Linked DNA regions of Capra hircus: region 1 is linked to region 2. A link is a contact called in public Hi-C data. All regions are on one chromosome and are shown on one strand. The core of a region is the stretch at or near the end of the contact, and the rest is flanking DNA. Distances in the headings are between cores, read along the strand shown. Region 1 holds the start of PVRIG (transmembrane protein PVRIG). Region 2 overlaps ZCWPW1 (zinc finger CW-type PWWP domain protein 1).

Region 1 (5,983 bases), core at 48-2,547, 70 kb before region 2:
GGACCGTGTGGAGGCTAATAAAACAGCCACCACCCAGGGCCCGCCATCTGGGCGGGTGGCTATCCGTGAAGGAAAAGCACTCTCGAGACAGCTTCCTAGAGTGGGGGGGCTTCCTAGAGTTGGGGGGGCCTGACCTGGGCCTCGCAAAGTGGGGAGAAGAAAAGGATCCTCCCGGCTAGAGAGGCTGAAGTCCGCCCCGTGCACCCTGGTGCTCGGCACTCGCGCTGGGCTGGGCCTCCGTGAAGTGGGCGAGCTCTGCACAGGTCTCCCTCACCTCAGGGGAGCAGGAGGGGAGAAAGCGGGTCAGAGAGCAGGTCTGAGTCAGGTCTGGAGACCGGCACCCAGCCTGAGAGAGGGTCGAAGGGTAAGAGAATGCACGCCAGCTGGGCTGGGTACCATGAAGTGACGGGCCCGGAGGCCCTGCTTATTCTGGCTCTCCAGTGTGGATGGTTCACTTGAGACTGGGGGGCTGATGGCTGGCACCACGGAATCTGAAGAGATGCTGAATCAGGGGCATGTGGGCAGGGCAGGCCTCGGCACCACTGCCCTCTGAGTTGTCACCACACCCTGGACAGGAGTCCTCCACACAGACCCGTGGCTCTATCCCTTAAGCTCAACAAGCCACTCTCAGCCCAGGTGCAAGTTCAGCGGAAGACAAGACAGGACACAAAGCATTCTGAGCACCTGTCACTGGGACAGCAGCCCTCTTGTCAGTGTGTGTTCCGTAAAGGAAGATGGACAGGAGAGCAACGCAGAGCGATTCCGAGGGGGAGAGCCGGCTTGAGCCCGAGGCGGGGAGGGGGTGAGGGTGGTTAAGGAGAGGCCAGGTGGTCAGGATGGGAAGCCTTCAGAATTTCCTGATGGGCTGGAGATGAGTGAAGAGTTGCAGACGACTGCGCCTTTGGCCTTAGCAGCTGGAAGCCAGTTGCCCTCAGCTGTGGGGAGGAAGGCACAGATGGAGCAGGGCTCTGCAGGCAGGTCACAGCCCAGCTGTGCCTAGTGGGCTCCGCTTCCTCTCCCCAAGTTCTGCCACATTCCATTCAGGGAGGTTGGGGGTGGTGGTGTGTGTCTCAGCCTTCTTCCTAAAGACAAACCAGGGGGTCCATCCCTCTCCAGGGAAGGACATCTTCTCAGGTCCCCCTGAAGCATATCTCCCCCCAGGGCTGGTACGCACGGGCAGGGCAGGGCTGGGAACCTGAGCCCCCGTCCCGCTCACACAGCTCAGCGTGGGAACAGGGAAAACCTTGTCACTGTCACTTTAAATTTCTTGGGGGGGGGGCATTCCTCGACCCCAGATTCAGAGAAGGAAGTGGGGCAGGTTTGCAGAGAGTACCCAGCAGCTGCTCCCAGGGCCGGCTCATCCTCATACGTAAAACTTCCTGCGATGACACCGGAAATACAAGTGCTGTCCCCACGACCACAGCCCCCTGGAGCCCGGGCCAGAGGGGAGCCATGGACAGGCCCCGGGCCCTGGGCCTGCTCTGGGCACTGCTGACTCTCTGCCTCACTGCTGGTGAGTGGGGGCCGCAGAGGAGCAGAGGCCCTGGGTGCGGGTGGAGACCCAGGCCCAGACCTCCTCCCTGCACCTTCTCCCGCAGGGACTCCGGAGGTGTGGCTGCAGGTTCAGAGGGAGGCCACCGAGGCCTCCTTCACCGTCCGCTGTGGATTCCTGGGCTCGGGCTCCATCTCCCTGGTGACTGTGAGCTACGGGGGCCCCGACGGTGCTGGGGGGACAACGCTGGCTGTGCTGCACCCCACATTCGGCACCAAGAAATGGATAGCTGCCTGCCAGGCCCGCTGGGAAACCAGTACCAGCGTCTCCCTCACCTTGGAAAGGGCTCCCACCGCAGGGAGGGGCTCCAGTCCCAACACCACCTTCTGCTGCAAGTTCACTTCCTTCCCTGAGGGCTCCCAGGAGGCCTGTGGGAATCTGTCCCTCAGCACAGACCAAGGTGGGGCGGATGAGGAGGGGGGCCGGCGGGACAGGGAGGGACTTGGGGCGCCAGCCACCTGACTGGTATGTCTCTCTGGGCACAGAGCTCCCTGCTCCCAGTCCAGCCCCCGTGCTGCGGGCTGACCTGGCTGGGATCCTGGGGGTCTCGGGGGTCCTCCTCTCTGGCTGCATCTACCTTCTCTACCTCCTGCGTCGGCAGAGGCACTGGTGAGAGGCAGCCCCCGCTGAGCCCAGTCCACCGCCCCCATCTCCCCCCATCCCAGGCCGGCCACACGCTTTGCCTCTGACCCCCCCTCACTCTCCCCAGGTCGGTCATGAAGCTTCAGCCGCCGAGACACGGCAGCCCCCAGACAGACCGGAGAGCCAGTGTGAGGATGGGGGCTGGTTTCGGAGGGGAACGGAGGGAACTGCAGCTGGGGGGCCAGGAGACGGAGCCTCACTCGGGCCTCCGTCCCCATCACCCCCGCAGGCAGCCGGCCAAGCCTCCCTGACCTCCTTCCACGTCCCCTCCGCCGCCGCCGCCACGACCACCAACTACTTCAGCCCCGCAACCCTGCACCCGGTCCCCCCACCCCAGCCACTGCCCGGGTGGGTGCCGCTCCCCCCCTACGCCACGCGCCGACCCCAGAGCCCCGGCGCCTGGGCGCCCCCGCCGGCCTCCGCGCGCAGCAGCTTCGTCTCGGTCGAGAACCTACTCTACGCTCAGACGGAAAAGCGGCCCCTCCACGCCCGCGCCGACCGCATCCCGCTCCCGGACCGTCTGGGGCGCAGAGCCGCTTTGGGGCCTTCAGGAGTGCGATGAGAGGGACCCCGGGTCATCTGCCTTTCTCCTCTCCGGGCCTCTGGGACGCCCTCCTCTGCTGGATGTCTGCGTTCCGGGGGCCACCGTCTTTGCACAGCTTGTTTTATCCTTAGGCTTCCAGCGAGCGTCTCCACACAGACCCCGCGGATGTGGGCAGCACGTGTGCAAGCGTGGGCACGCGGGTGTATGTGTGAGGTGACAAAACCCCATCCCAGGTGGTTTCCTGTTTTCAAGTCCTCAGCTCCCCAGGTGAGGGCGATAACTGTCAACAAAAATGGTTTCTCTGACCTGGGCCTTTTCTTCTTTGGGGGTGCAGGCGGTGGGGGGGGGCAGGTTTGTAAGAGCTTAGCGGCGTTTCAACCCCTGTGAGGGGCCAGGTTAGGACCGGAGGGGAGGGGGTGTCAGCATGGGGACCTCTCCTCTGCCCCACCCCTGGCGGGGGTAGCAGGTGGGGGTGTCCTGGCCCTGCAGGTCTGGCTGAGGAATGCCAGGTGGAAAGACAGGTTGGGGGTCTGGTGGCCCAACCTCAAATCCCACTATGTTCTGGGACCGCAGCAAAGGCTTCTGGGGCTTCAACCTCAGAAAAGTGCCCGGGTCAGGGGCTCCCCGAGATGGCCTGGAGGTGGGGCCCTGATGCCCTCCCTCCAGAGCTGACATTCAGAGGCAGGGGACCCACCTCAGCTCTGCCCACACCAGCTTCCTCTGGCTCCTCTCTGTTACCTGGGCACCAGGATTGCTCCCCACTGGCCTCCTTGAAGGGTGGTGGGGGCAGGCAGAGGCCGCTCAGACACGGCCTGAACCCACGCTTCCCGCCCCCCCCCCCCAGCCACCCGGAAGCAGTTTTCCTCCTGTAAACAGGCCCAACGACCCTCAGCTGGGCCTGGGCCTCCTCACACCTTTCCCACGGGAGACATGGTGAGAGCCCTGTAACCGTAAGGACTCACCTGCCGTGATGGATTCTGGGTGGCGGGGTGGGGGGCCGCCGAATGGGCCTGGAGCCGGGCTCGGACAGCACCCAGCCAGGCGGGGGCACCTCCTGCTTGGTCCCTTCCTGGGTCCTGCCTGTGGGAAACCCCAGGAGTGCCACCTCCATCCCAGGAACCGCCTCCTCTGCCTGGCTCAGAAGGTACGACCACAGAATCTTCCAGAAACCTCACTTACTCCTGCAGGCATTGTTCAAGGAACCCATGGGAGCCCCACCAGCCAGCAGCTCTACACCACACAGGGGAGAGGGTGAACCAGACAGGGCGAGGGGGTGGTTGAGGGTCATCAGCATCCTCTGAGGAGCCCGCAGCACTGGCCTGGTCAGCTCAGTGGTCCATGTAGGATTGGGGGCTCATGGGAAAGAGGTGGGGGTGCTGGGGAGGTCCCTGATGGTAAACCAAGGTAGAGAGATGTAAGCAAGGGAGTAGCTTGGGGCCCGGCAGCCTTGGGACCACATCAAGACCAAGGACAGAGGGGTGGGCAGTGGGGCTGAGGGGAGGCCTTGAAGGAAGGCTCACTTGCCTAGAAGAGACTGTTCATGGGAGGAGAGGGCCACTCTGAGGGCTCCTGGGCCCCCAGCCAGGCCACCGGCCCATCAGAGTCGGGAGAGTCCGCCAGCTCAGGAGGCGATGAAACCCTCATCCTCGGGACCCAGGAGGTCTGGGCCGCGGGCCTGTTCCTAGCCGGCCGGAAGTCAGAGCCAGGGGTGGGGAGGGGCCCAGCTGAGAGCCGAGATGTGGCTGCGCACAGCCCCCTCAAAACCCAGCCTTCGTTCAACATGTGGGGTCCCTGAGGCCCAAAGGGGCAAGGACTGGCGCCAGGGGACAGGACTTAGCCAGCCCCAGCACTTCCCCTGGGCATCAGGGACATGCCCTCAGCCGATCCGGAGTAAGGCTTGGGTTCTGACCTCAGACGCCGCGCCCCGCCTGGGAGGCCCGGGGGGCTCACTTCACCTCTAAGAGGCTCACTTTGCGCCTCTCGGGGAGGTAAGGCCCGAGGGGCATGAGGAGATGGTGAACCAGGCCCAGGTACTAAGCAACTCCGCCCGGAGCATCCTATTTACTACTTTGAAAACACCTGCCCCTCGGGGTGTTTAACAGCCCACTTAACAGATGTGGAGCCAGAGCCCCAGGTCCCACAGCTGGGAGGCAGAAGCGTTCTTAGTGGGAAGAGGGGAGACGCCCGCCGCTGGGCTCGGGGAGCGGCAGAAAGCCGGCGGCGGAGACGCGGGCCGGGCGTGCGGGGGCCACCAGGTGGCGCCACTGACGCGACTGTGCGGCCACGCGAGGCGGCCCGGAGGCCCCTCCGCAGAAGCCGCCGCCCAGCCCGCGGGAGCGAAGGGCGGACTCAAGGCGCGACAGAGCTGTGGGCCCAGCGCCGACCCGGGACCCCATCCTCTCTAGCCAGCCCCGCATACCTGGCCCAGGAGCCCGCCCCAGAGCCTGCGACCCCAGCCCAACCCTCAGCCCTCGGGACCCTTCCTCCCCGTGACTGCCTGCCACCCCCGGCCACCGGCTCCTCCTCCCGCCGCCATCCCACCACAGCGGGGCAGGGGCCCCTGGGGGCGCACCCCAACCTTCTCCCCCTCGGCGACCCACAAGCTCCCCTTCTGCAGTTCAGCCCCACCCACCCCGGGCTCGCCCCGCGGCCCCGCCCTGAGGCCGCCCCCCGTCCCCAGCGCTCAGGAGCACCACCCCCCCCAGCCGGCCTGCCGCCCGGTGGGCCGCAGCTCCCACCCTCCCTCCGGGGAGCCCACGGCGACGGCTTTTCTAGGCTTCCGACTCTCGGCTGCCAGGGCCCAGTGCTGCTGCCCGCCCAGACGGAGCGCTGGACCCTGGGCATCACCACCACCTGCCGGGTGTGACCTCGGGCTTCCTGTGGGTCCGGGGAGCCTCACACCCTTGCTGGTTCGCTGCAGGGGCTGGGCAACGTCGTGGCCTCGCCCCCAGTCCAGTCCAGGCGCCCACCAGCTGGGGTTGACCTTAGCAAAGGAAGGGAGGGGTCTGGGACCTAGGGAGCAGAAATCGGACGTGGTGTCTGAGGGCTTAACCAGCCCCAGCACCTCGAGAGAGAAGGGCTGGCCCGGATGAGCCGGGGGCTGGAAGGGGCAGAGTTGAAGAGTCAGGGGAGCCTCTGGCCTCCCTGCTGGTCTCTGGGCCTCTCCTAGGCCCCGGGGGAGTGACTCTCCAGAGAGAAAGCACAGGCTGTGCCCCATCCCCAACACGGGGATGCCCCAAAGCACA
Region 2 (6,654 bases), core at 2,454-4,953:
TCTCCCCTGTGATATTTTCTATATTCAAATTTATGTTATAAATATTTAAATGTCTTCTGAAATGGAAAGATCTTGTTTGCCCAGGCTGGATGACAAGAGAAATTATCCCACTACAGCCATCCTTTTGATTTTTACCTTTTCTTTCTTTGTGTTCTTGCTGTCTTGAGCCTTTCCTTGTACCTCCTGGCCACTGCCTGGGCCATTCTCTGTGGTTGTTTTCTCCTTCTTCTTCTCTAACCCAGCCTTTAGCAGGCTTGGCCTGACCTCTGCCTGTGGGGAACTGATCTCCGGGATCTCCTCCTTCGATGAGTTAAGGTTATAGGGCATCAGGCTATGCAATTTTTGTGCAGGCGGGGCAAAGGTATTTTTTGGTCCTTTCCCACATTCTGAAAGAAATTTTGTCATCAAATGTAATTTGTGAAACATGGAATCTAACACAGAAATTGCCAAACACTGCACACTGACGGACAATATCAGAATTATCTGGAGAGACCTTTTAACAAATTCAGATTCCCAGGCCTCTCCTTACCAAACTTCCCCAGGCCCCCACCTTCTTACCCCTGCCCTAAGATTGTAATGAAGTAGTCTGAAGTGAGACCCAAGAATCTGTAATTTTATAAGGCTACTCAGATGCACTTCCAGGTTTAGGAACCACTGAGTAATTCAAAAGTGATAAAAGTATGCGGAAAATGGAAATATTCAAATACGAAATTTTTAAAATTTGCTTTTAAAAACTTTGCACAAAGTGTTATGGGAAATTAGAGGAAATTTTTTAAAAATTAGTTAAAATCTACAAAGGATGCAATGAAAATTGTACTGATCCTCCCGGGCATAAGAAATCCGGGACATAAGAAATGTATCTTTCTTCGGAGATTCCATAATATTTTGAATCTATCACCACATTCAAAGTTATTTATAAATATTTAAATGGCTCTTCTCTTCCTACAAGTTCATACATTTCTTGAGTAAGACTGTTCTAAGTCAAATATATTTCACTCAAAGTGACTAGAAAAGCAGTAACTTTAACAAAGTGAATATGAAATACGAATGAACTGAGCTTCCCTTTGGTGGGAAAGGCGTCCAGACGACCTGACTGAGAAAGAACAGGAAAATGACTCTTGACTCACTTTCTTTACTCTCCAAGGTTGGCATCATTCAGCTCAGAAGCTACACTTTCTTTATGCCTCTGCTGAAAAAGAAACGAACTGTTATGCTCTGATGAACAAAATTTATTTATTGAAGCATAGTTGATTTATAATGTTAATTTCTGCTACACAGCAAAGTGATTCAGTTAAATACACACACACACACACACACACACACACACACACACAGTACTGATCAAACATGGTTTTAAACTTTCTCCTCTTCTTGCCTTCTTGGGTTCAGGGTCTCTTTGCCTAGGATGCCTAACCTACATTTTCTGCCTTATTGACTACAATCATACTCCTGGGCAGTGCCAATTAAATGCTGGAGGATAATGAAAGTTGTTTTAAAGATTAGCAACAATCCTTAGTGTTTTAAGTGTTCAGAACTATGTCCAACATGAGGTAGGCACTTATAGGTAGGTGGAAAAGACAGTGGTAGTGATTTGTTAAAAAAAAAAAAAACACACACACACACACAAAATTCAACTGAGTAAATTTTGAGGATCTTATTGGCTTTATTCAACAACTCATGAATTGGGCAGCATCGAATCTACCAGATGGATAGGAGCTCCAAGGAGCTATACAAAATTAAACACCTTTACAGGCAGAAGAGATAAGGAACACAGATGTAATACTAGGCAAAAAAAAGAAAGAAAGTAAAAGAAAAAAGCAAATTGGTTATACAAGGTTACTTTCCTTTAAGGGTCTATCAGGCAGATTACCCAACTAGTGCTGATCAGGCAATTCCTGACTGACTGGTTTAAGATTCCATTTCTGAGAGTCAAAACTGTAATTAAATTGTCTTGGTTTAGTGATAGGGGGCTTAGCATAAGCAACCCCATTAGGTGCCTCTTATTAAAACAAGATGTGTTTTTAACAGCCAAAAGTGAAAGTAGTAGTAGAGTAGTGGCATTAGAGTGTAGACAGTCCTGGAGTTAAACAGTGAGATTTTTTTTCAGAGCAATAACCTTTCACAAGGTTCTTCTAAATACTCAAAACAAATACACTATAGACTCACTTACCTATTTCAGACATCCCTACGCATAGAGAACCCCCTTTTTAACATCACTATAATGTATTATCTTCCTTTTACTTAGATCTTCTAGTCCAATAAATTTCCCAATGTGCTAGATTCTTATATTAATAATTTTTATTCAGAAAATTATTAATTTTCTGGCTCAGAAATATTTAGTAACCAGCAGGTGTTTTTGAACTGTGGTGTTGGAGAAGACTCTTGAGAGTCCCTTGGACAGCAAGAGATCTAACCAGTCAATCCTAAAGGAAACCCACCCTGAATATTCATTGGAAGGACTGATGCTGAACCACCAATACTTTGGCCACTTGATGTGAAGAGCCAACTCACTGGAAAAGACTGATGCTGGGAAAGTTGAAGGCAAAAGGAGAAGAGGTGGCAGAGGATGAGATATTTGGATAGCATCACTGACTCAATGGACATGAATTTGACCAAACTCCGGGAGATAGTGAAAGACAGGGAGGCCTCGCATGCTGCAGTCCATGGGGGTCACAAAAAGTCAAACACAACTTAGTGACTGAACACAGAGGTCTCCAGAGAAGCTAGTAATAAGAATCTAGCATATTCATTCTATATCCATAGTTTATCTGTAGCTATCTACTCAGATATGTTCTACACAACATCAGTATGTTTCATTACTGCTACCAAAATTGTGACTAATAATAAATACACTTATTGGGCACCGACTATAATCTTTGAATATGTCATCTCATTTAATTCTCCCAATAAATCTGAGATTGATGCCATTTTACACTTGGGGAAATTGGCACTGAGAAGGAGTCAGAGATATTAAGTAGCTGATAAATGGTAAAATCAGGATTAGAATCTGTCTGATCTATGTTTGCATCATGAACTGCGCTACAGTACATCCCAGGAGTCTAGTTCAGCAGTTCAGTGCTTCACACCCATTTTAACATCACAGCACACAGCTAAAGCATACACTAAAAGTAAACACTGAAACAGTGTTCTAGGTACTCTGCTCACAGCTACAGACAACCGAGGAATGAGAGAGGGAGGCCTCCAGCCACACCAAAGGCTGAAAAGATTAATATCTCTAGCTGTATGTCATTTGTGACCCAGCACGGTGCCAAGACTCATCTTATGATGTTCCAAGAATTTATACATTTTCCAGTCTTCACTTTCCACTACTGATATTATTTCTACCCAGCTGTGGTCTGCCAAAACCTCAGTGTTGATACATGGTAGAGTAAGATGAATCCAGGTCTTTGGCTTCTAAATTCTAATAACATGTCTATTCTTCTCAGTGATCTGATTTCTGGCTGTTGATTTTGAGTACTTTGAAGGCCTTGGACCTGGAACTCAATCCTTTAACTCTGCTATCTCCCACTATAAAGAGATCCAAGAGGTTTCCCAGGTGGCACAGTGGTAAAGAATCTGCCTGCCAATGCAGGAGAAATCAGTTTAATCCCTTACCTGGGAAGATCCCACATGCCATGGAGCGATTAAGCCCAGGTGCCAGGACTATTGCGCCTGCGCTCCAGAGCATGGGCGCTACGGCTGCTGAGCCCACGCGCTGCAACTACTGCAGCCCCTGCACCTTGAGCCTGTGCTCTGCAACAAGAAAAGCCACTACAATGAGAAGCCTGTGCACCACAACTAGAGAGTAGCCCCCGCTCATTACACTAGAGACAACAAAGACAAAGAAACAAAGAAAATGAGTAAGCAGTAATAAAAAAGAGAGAGATCCAAAAGTTGCATAAAATGGATCTTTGGGTTCATATATTTTTCTCTCTAAAGGGGCTGAAAATTTTATGACCCTCAAATGGCCAACTTAAACACTCAGTTGTTCAGGGTGTAGGATTCCACCCTCCAGATTCCAAGATGAATTCAAAAGTTACTGGGGACTTGACTTGGTGTGGCCACAGCATGGCTGAATATAATGTCTTTTAAAAAATTTTTGGTATTTTAAGAAAAATCCTTAATTCCATAAATGCAAATAATTGATATGTGCTGGTTTGCAGTAATTCCTTTCCGTTTATACTCGTCTAGTGTGTATTAGTCGCTCAGTTGTGTCCCACTATTTGTGACGCCACGGACCATAGCCCGTCAGGCTCCTCTGTCCATGAAATTCTCTAGGCAAGAATCCTGGGGTGGGTTGCCATGCCCTCCTTCAGGGGATCTTCCCAACCCAGGGATCGAACCCGGGTCTCCCGCATTGCAGGCAGATTCTTTACCATTTGAGCCACCAGGAAAGCCCAATTTAAGGAGCACATTTTATCACGGTTTCCATCTTAATGTTTCACCGCCAACTCCCAAACTTATTTGACAATGAAAGAAAAAGCAAGTAGGAAATTGGGGGAGAATCACTACAGCAAACTGGTCTCTTTCTTTATGATAACCCTAAATAGAAGGTACAAACTGTATAAAATTAGGCCACAAAGGGAATAATAATAATAATAATAATAAATGACAAACATATCTTCTCCCAGACTCTAAAATTCCAAAAATGACCATGAGAAGTCCCTATGAAGATAATCAGAATTACAAAACTATACTGAACAAGGAAAGCAAAATGAAATTAGTGTACTTGAGATGACAAAATTTGATTTTTTAACAATTTTCATCTATACAATATGTTTGAGTATCCTTTAACTATCTCTGGAAGAATACACAAGAAATTGACAAAAATGTCTCAGTGGAGTGGAAACAGGTAGCTGAGAGTGGAAACGAGCTCTCTACTGTAGCCTCTTGTGTAACTCTAGTATTTTATACATAGACTGCCATTTCAAAGCGACTTTTAAATTCTATTTTTAAAATAAAATTTTAAAAAGAGTATTTTGATCAACCTAAAGAGGCAAAAGTTTTCCAAGAGTTAAGTTTAAATCATTATCTAAACCTATACTGACCTCTCTAGGCCAAAGTGTGTTACTGAAGCCCCAACCAACTAGATAAAATTGTGGATCACTGTTAAGTTAATAAGATGCAGTAAATGTATAGCAATGGCACCCCACTCCAGTACTCTTGGCTGGAAAATCCCATGGATGGAGGAGCCTGGTAGGCTGCAGTCCATGGGGTCGCTAAGAGTCGGACAGGACTGGGCGACTTCACTTTTACTCAATGGAGAAGGAAATGGCAACCCACTCTGGTGTTCTTGCCTGGAGAATCCCAGGGTCAGGGGAGCCTGGTGGGCTGCTGTCTATGGGGTCGCACAGAGTCGGATACCACTGAAGTGACTTAGCAGCAGCAGCAGCAGTAAATGTATAAGCTTCCCCTATGGCTCAAACAGTAAAGAATCTGCCTGCAATGCAGGAGAAAAAGGAGATGTGGGTTCGATCCCTGGATCAGGAAGATCCCTTGAAGAAAATGGCAATCCACTCTAGTGTTCTTGGCCAGATAAATCCATAGACTGAGAAGCCTGCCAGGCTACAGTCCATAGGGTCCCAAAGAGTCAGACACGATTGAGCATGCATGCAGAGTTGAGGGTGTGATGAAGAACATTACTTTTAAAGAAAATCTCTATCCTGATCAATAGAGAAGAGAAAGTTTGGAAGTCACTGTCTGACAAATTTCTGCTCCTCTGTTTCAGATGAAGTATTTTCTTCCACAGTAACGAATACTGAAATTCACTTCAGAGAGAGAAAGACAAATTTAAAGATAGTTAATAAATATACAAAATACCACCAACTTTTACCTGGTTAGCTACGAAATGACTGGGGGCTCTAAACCCAGGAATAACATTTGAGATTTTAGTTTCTCTTTTCTTACCTTAGATGAAAAATATTGGGAAAAAAATCCAATAAAGCTTCAAATTTAAATGTCAAAGTAAAAGAACTTCCATAACCAGATCCTAACTCCTCAACTGACATAAGAAAGGCGAATAATGAGGGGGAAATAACTTAGAAGTAATAAAGTGACCCAAGGGAAGGTGAATGAGGTGTTCCAAAAGATACTTTTCTTTCATTTAGAACACCAAAAATCATCACACTGATTAGAAGATGAAATCACCTAGCTCAGCAGATCTCCAACTACTTATCTGTGTTAGATTTTCTCATATTCTTCAACCAAAACAAGATATCACAACACATTGAATTCAGAAACAGATGAAAATCCAGCTGTTTTCTATTAAGCCAGACATGAGAGAGATTTGCAGAAATGTAAAATAACACCATTCTTCATATTAAATTTTCACTTAGGATATTATATTTTCATTTAAGTGTTATCTACACTAACATTATGTAAATGGTTTACTATCATCATTTTTAAATTAATAAATAGATTAATTTTTCTCAGTTTAATTTCTAATACTTAAGTATCAATGCACAGGTAAAGAGATATAAACCAATCTTTGGAGTCCTTCAAAAATTTTAAGAGTATGAAAGGATTCTCAGAGGATTTCCCTAGAGGTCCAGTGGGTAAGAATCTGCCTGCCAATGCAGTGGACACAGGATTGATCCCTTGGTCAGGGAAGATCCCTGACCTGCATGCATGCTGTGGGACAACTAAGCCCATACA

Evidence for each region. A called contact is a pair of places that touch in the nucleus more often than the background predicts.
Region 1: a contact with region 2 is called in a Hi-C map of blood, with 3 times the contacts expected there. The contact joins the promoter of PVRIG here to the enhancer-like site in region 2. A contact is called at or near these places in 2 of 5 Hi-C or Micro-C datasets (both in blood).

Annotation. Positions count from the first base shown.
Region 1 is chr25:37,058,924-37,064,906 of ARS1.2, reverse strand. It overlaps PVRIG (transmembrane protein PVRIG), which reads left to right and starts at 1,297. Exons shown (of 5, transcript XM_018041055.1): 1 at 1,297-1,513; 2 at 1,599-1,952; 3 at 2,038-2,161; 4 at 2,262-2,322; 5 at 2,424-3,043. The coding sequence starts at 1,453. The coding sequence ends at 2,756.
Region 2 is chr25:36,990,435-36,997,088 of ARS1.2, reverse strand. ZCWPW1 (zinc finger CW-type PWWP domain protein 1) reads right to left here. Exons shown (of 17, transcript XM_005697829.3): 2 at 1,128-1,189; 3 at 136-386. The coding sequence starts at 1,155. Among named protein-coding and RNA genes, the nearest start is that of ZCWPW1, 6.3 kb to the right of the region's middle. Within about 2 kb of position 3,703, at least 1 of the 5 cell types and tissues checked has an H3K27ac peak or open chromatin away from gene starts, as enhancers often do.